2 separate regions of the Macaca mulatta genome follow, and region 1 is linked to region 2. A link is a contact called in public Hi-C data. All regions are on one chromosome and are shown on one strand. Each heading gives the region's core, a stretch centred on a gene start, on an enhancer-like site or on the middle of the called end of the contact. The rest is flanking DNA. Distances are from core to core; before and after follow the strand shown. Region 1 has its middle 21 kb from the start of CLLU1. Region 2 holds the start of BTG1 (BTG anti-proliferation factor 1).

What was found. Hi-C and Micro-C count contacts between places; a contact is called where the count stands out from the background.
Region 1: a Hi-C map of CD4 T cells shows a contact between it and region 2, with 4 times the contacts expected there. The contact joins the enhancer-like site here to the promoter of BTG1 in region 2. A contact is called at or near these places in 2 of 14 Hi-C or Micro-C datasets (CD4 T cells and liver).

Annotation. Positions count from the first base shown.
Region 1 is chr11:99,710,357-99,713,388 of T2T-MMU8v2.0, reverse strand. No RefSeq gene overlaps it. Among named protein-coding and RNA genes, the nearest start is that of CLLU1, 21 kb to the left of the region's middle. Within about 2 kb of position 1,323, at least 6 of the 40 cell types and tissues checked have an H3K27ac peak or open chromatin away from gene starts, as enhancers often do. A contact at or near this core is called in CD4 T cells, where this site is marked.
Region 2 is chr11:99,470,285-99,472,984 of T2T-MMU8v2.0, reverse strand. It overlaps BTG1 (BTG anti-proliferation factor 1), which reads left to right and starts at 1,271. Exons shown (of 2, transcript NM_001266672.1): 1 at 1,271-1,686; 2 at 2,627-2,700. The coding sequence starts at 1,539. LOC144332708 reads left to right here. Exons shown (of 2, transcript XM_077953222.1): 2 at 505-1,176. The coding sequence ends at 743.

The DNA.
Region 1 (3,032 bases), core at 74-2,573, 240 kb before region 2:
AATACACATGCTGTTTTTAGGAAACAAAGTGAGTGGCTGTGGCTGCTGTTATTTCAGAGGTGAGCATAGAGTGAGAGTTAAGAAATGCCCCTTTGGAAGGTGTGTTAGACCCTTGCTCCTCAAGGCATGGTATGAGCACCAGTGCTGTCACCATCACCTGAGTGCTTGTTAGAAATGCAGAATCTGGTTGAGTACAGTGACTCAAGCCTGTAATCCCAGCACTTTGGAAGTCCAAGGTGAGAGGATTGCTTGAGCTCAGAAATTCCAGACCAGTCTGGGCAACACAGTAAGACCTCATTTCTATATAAGATGAAAGAAAGAAAGAAAGAAAGAAAGAAAGAAAGAAAGAAAGAAAGAAAGAAAGAAAGAAAGAAAGAAAGAAAGAAAGAAAGAAGGAAAGAAAGAGAGAGAGAGAGAGAGAGAGAGAGAGAGAGAGAGAAAGAAAGAAAGAAAGAAAGAAAGAAAGAAAGAAAGAAAGAAAAAGAAAGAAAGAAAGAAAGAAAGGGAGAGAAAGAGAGAAAGGAAGAAAGGACGGAAGGAAGGAAGGAAGGAAGGAAGGAAAGAAGGAAGGGAGGGAGGGAGGGAGGGAAGGAAGGAAGGAAAGAAGGAAGGAAGGGAGGGAGGGAAGGGAGGGAGGGAGGGAGGGAAGGAAGGAAGGAAGGAAGGAAAGAAGGAAGGAAGGGAGGGAAGGGAGGGAGGGAGGGAAGGAAGGAAGGAAGGAAGGAAGGAAGGAAGGAAGGAAGGGAGGGAGGGAGGGAAGGGAGGGAGAGAGGGAAGGAAGGGAGGGAGGGAGGGAAGGAAGGAAGAAATCTTGAGCCCTGCACCCAATCCACTGGATGTGAATGTGCATTTTTACATGGTTTTTCATGTGATTTGGAGGCACAATGAAAGTTTGAGAACTTCCTTAAACAAGTAGTTTCACTCCTCTCATTTTTCTTCCTCTAGATACCAAAATAAGGCCGAAGAGGACTAGAATGCCTTCTTTCTGCCACTCTGTCCTCTTTTTCCCTTCTCTCCCAGCTCTTTGTGTAGAGGCCTAGGTGGCTCTTGGTAAACTCAGGGCCTTTCGTGGTGCTCCCTTTCTGCTGCTTTGCTTAAACCCCAACATCCTCTTTCTGAAACTTCTGTGTGTCATGCTTCTTCCTTTTCACTGGTACTCACTGATCTGTGAATGTCACACTTGAGAATGTGGAGAAAATGTGTTTTGTACCCAAATATCTACAACACAGAACAATTCAATTGCCTTCCCAGGAGGCAGTCCTAAAGAATTGGCCTATGTGTAAATGTGCCTGACCTGAGCATAAGAGACCGTTCTGTGTTACTAGCATCACCCAAATTCAGCAGTGGGCTTTGGAAGGACAGGGCTGCCCTCAACGGACCTGTCTGGCTTCAGAACACCTTGAGAAGAGAGAGGCAGTTACAAAGTTGGGGCCCTGCCTTGTGGTTCATTCGGTTTGTTCTATCTAAAATCTTAATTCCTATTATTTTTTTAATCAGTTCTCCAACTTGGGACCACAACTACCATTTGGAAAGATTTCAGGCTCAGGAGAAGTCAGAGAAAAAGAAATGTGCACAAAAACTGAGCGCTCTTCTAGTTTCCAGATCTGACGAGTGAACAGCTTGGAAATTGTCACCCTTATCTAAAACACACACACACACACACACACACACACACACACACACCCCCCCCCACAAAAAACAAAAACAAAACAAAACAAAAATAACTGAACAAACTGAAAACCGGCAATTCTTCTTAGAACCTTCAGAGAATTGAGGTCTCAGGCCAAACTGCCTCCCAGAGAACAGGGGAGTCAGAGGGATGGATACAGAGAATTTCAGTTTACCAGGAGCAGAAGCCAGGAAACTGAACAGTAATTGACAAATTGCTATAAGCTGTGTGTGGACAAGTTTGAGACTTAAAAACTCCCAGGGGGTCCGATCGCAGGGGCCTCCCCATACCTTCCTGAGTTGTACCTCCAGGAGTAACATCAGATTTCCACTATGGAACCTGAAGAAAAATCCTCTCCTCTTTCCCTTTGGGGTTGAGGGGTTGGCGTGGAGAAATAAGCCCAGAGCTCTGTGTTGAAATAAGCCCAGAGCTCTCTGTTCTCCTTAAGGATTTCCTTCAAGGGAAAGTACTTTACAAGAACGCATCCCACAGGTGTTTTACCAGGGGCCTCACGGACCTGGGAAAGGGAAATACCCAACTCAGGCTCACTAAAAGACAGATCTAATCACAGGACTGTAGAATTCTTTCTCTCCCCGCATACAGTACCAACACAGCAATGATGCTCCACATAAATAACAAGGGATTACAGCTTGAAGAACTGCAAGCCTCAGTCCCTATGTCAGGAGTCTCTAGGAAAATTCAAGCACAACAGGGGAGACAAAAGCAAGGGCACGGGTAATTTTAGCCCCTGATACCACAGCTACAGCAAATGGTAAAACCACAGCCTAACTCCTAGCCGGATAAACATAAAACCTTACACTAAGTTAGCGGGGAATCTGTAATGAAGGTACTTAACCAGCTGTAGTCTCTGCTCACAATAGCAGGATGTTCTAGGTTCTCTACTTAGAAAAGAAACAAAGAAATAAGAGAAACAACCACATGGTTTTGAGATTTAGAGAGGAGGGAACATTACCTTCCTGCAAGCTCTACCCTCTTTGAACTTGACAGGTGTCATCTAACCACAGACAATTATTTATCTGCAGTTCTTGCTGTCTTGTGAAATACACTGCAGTTGACATTTTAGAGATTGCAGAACCCAGTTGGTTTATTTGTTGCAAGCCATCCAGATTTCTATAAACGCATTATAGTTTATCGCAGTAATGAGTTCAGTTAATTAATACTAAATATTTAAGGTGATAACTTTACACTGACAAATCTTGCATGTTAATGTTCCTTCAGCCTCTTTTTCCAAACTGTCTGCCAATGTGTGGGTGTCACAGGGGAGAAAACTCTCCTGAGAATTAAGGACAGCTAGCTTCCAGTTCTGATTTTGCTATACATTTGTTGTATAATCAAGGGGAAG
Region 2 (2,700 bases), core at 22-2,521:
TTTTCCCCCTTCTCCTTAATGGAGTTGGGGTTAACCCTGTCCTAGGCCTAATCATTTTAGCAGGCTCCCGCCTTCCTGCTACACTGGTTTCTAAGTTTTTTTTTTTTTTTTTGGTAGGGTTTCAAATAAACTTAAAATGTCTACACTTAATACTTTCACAAGCTTCAAATTCTTTTTATTTTATTTTTATAAAGAGCAGGACTCAGGCTAGGAGGGCATTTGGACTAGGTAAAAAAGAAAAATCTTTGGTTTTGTGTACACAAATTTTAAAATACATTGTACAGATTTTTTTTTTTTTTTTTTTGGATACAGACCACTCTTTACAGGATCTGCGTTATTATATTTGCCTTCAGTAACTGGCTCTCCTGTCCGCATCCAGTAAGGTTTCCACTCTTCTCTTCATTGACTGGTGAAGTTACTGAAACAGCAACCACAAATGGCCTTACTAACCTACTTATTTTGCAATTACACTTTTACAAAGATATCCCACTACTCTTCCCCTAGGGTGGAGCAGAAACGGCTCCGCGGCGTTGGCAGCTCGTTTGCGAGGGACCCTGGCTCCCCGAGGCTGCAGTCTTTTTCCCTGGACTGAACGCCCCGCGGGACCGTTCCCTCCACTTTCCCCCGCACTCGCGGAGCGCACCGCCAGCACACACAGCGCTGGAGCCCGCATCGCCCGGCACCACACGCGCCTCCGGCTTGAGGAGCCAGTCACCGAGATCCGGAGCGGGAACGAGATGTAAACACGGAGTGGGAACATGCAGCCCGATCTGAGAAGGCGGCGCGAGAGTAGACACAGCCTGCGCCAGGCGGCTCTTATTTATCCAGCACTTACACTCCAGGGCAAGCGGGCCCAGGCAGCGCACTCTTGCAGAAGGATGCACTGGCGCAGAGCCTGGACCTGCTGAAGCGGGAAGGCGGAGCTAGGGCTGGGGGCGGAGCTTTCACACGCGCACCCTCGCTTCCCTCCGTCCTTCGACACAGCAACTGGGTCTCCAGCCGCCACTCCGGGTTTATTTGTTTACAAGCGGATTACGTCAGCTCCTCCCTCTCTTCCCTGTCTCTGGACCCGCCTCCTGGACTCTTTTCCCGCCCCTTTCGGCCCCGAACCGGCTTGCGTCACAATGGTGCGATATTCGGATTGGCTGGGGTCGGCCGTCACGCTCCAGCTACGCCACTTCCTTTTCGTGGCACTATAAAGGGTGCTGCACGGCGCCTGCATCTCTTCGCCCCTTGGAGCTGGAAATGCGATTCTTGAGATATTCGGATGCTGGGGAGCTGGAGGCGGAGGCGGCTGGGGAGGTCCGAGCGATGTGACCAGGCCGCCATCGCTCGTCTGTTCTTCTCTCCTGCCGCCTCCTGTCTCGAAAATAACTTTTTTAGTCTAAAGAAAGAAAAAAAAAAGTAGCCGTCTGCCCCTCACGCCCTCTCTTCCTCTCAGCCTTCTGCCCGGTGAGGAAGCCCGGGGTGGCCGCTCCGCCGTCGGGGCCGCGCCGCCGAGCCCCGGCCGCCCCGGGCCGTCCCCGCACGCCGCCCCCATGCATCCCTTCTACACCCGGGCCGCCACCATGATAGGCGAGATCGCCGCCGCCGTGTCCTTCATCTCCAAGTTCCTCCGTACCAAGGGGCTCACGAGCGAGCGACAGCTGCAGACCTTCAGCCAGAGCCTGCAGGAGCTGCTGGCAGGTGAGCAGGGCGAGGGCGTCGGAGGGACGCGGGCCCCACATCCCTGGGTCAGAGTCCGGCCGTCGGGGCTGCGGGAACCTCGGCAGCGCCCCGGGGCCGGTCGCGCTTGGGCCCCACCGCGGGACCGGTGTGGTCGCGCTGGGTGGCCGCTAACAGCGGCTCCCCGCGAGGCTTTGGGGGCTGGACGGAGGGCGCCCCCTCCCCCCAGTTGGCAAAACGGAGTGGAGAAGAAAACACGCACAACAAAGAAACTTAAACCCACCGAGGCGGGAGCTGCGGTCCGTGGACCGTCGGCGGATTTGGGGACAAAGGAGCCGCGGGGCTGGGGTGGGTTCGACGCCCCCTTCCCTCAGTCCTCTCCAACCGTTGCGTGGTCGGCGGCCCAGCCCCGGGGTGGGAAGCCGCGCCACTGCTCCGGAGCCAGCTCAGAACGGACGTGCAGTCTCCCCGCGCCTCCTGCTCCTGCCCATTAATCATCGGATTTGTCACCGGCACAATTACAGCCCTTCCCAGAGCGTGGTTTAGGGTTGCTTGTTTTTCTTCCCTTCGGGGTTAACAGTCCGATGGCGCTTCTCATCTCCAAAGCCACCAACTCCATTGTGTGCATCTGGGGTGGGGTGGAGAAAGTAAACAGTTTCTCGCCTGGCCATAGGTGCCACTGGCTTCCCGGCTGGCCGAGGCTGCGCGCCTGATTCCTGTTTTGGCGGCTCAACCAGTTGGTTCCTGGAGATTGTTTTGTCCCGTACTACTGCGTTATTTCTAAAACCCTGCCCGCTTTTTCTCCATCCCCGCACATACACAACAACGGATGCAATCCTGGACATTTTAAAAAGTTGATAGTTTTCATTTTCGCTCCTCAAGGGATCCTGGGGTAGGAGGAAATCACACTGGGAGCTAACGATCCTAATTGTTGTTTCTCTGTTCTTCTTTTTTTCTATAGAACATTATAAACATCACTGGTTCCCAGAAAAGCCATGCAAGGGATCGGGTTACCGTTGTATTCGCATCAACCAT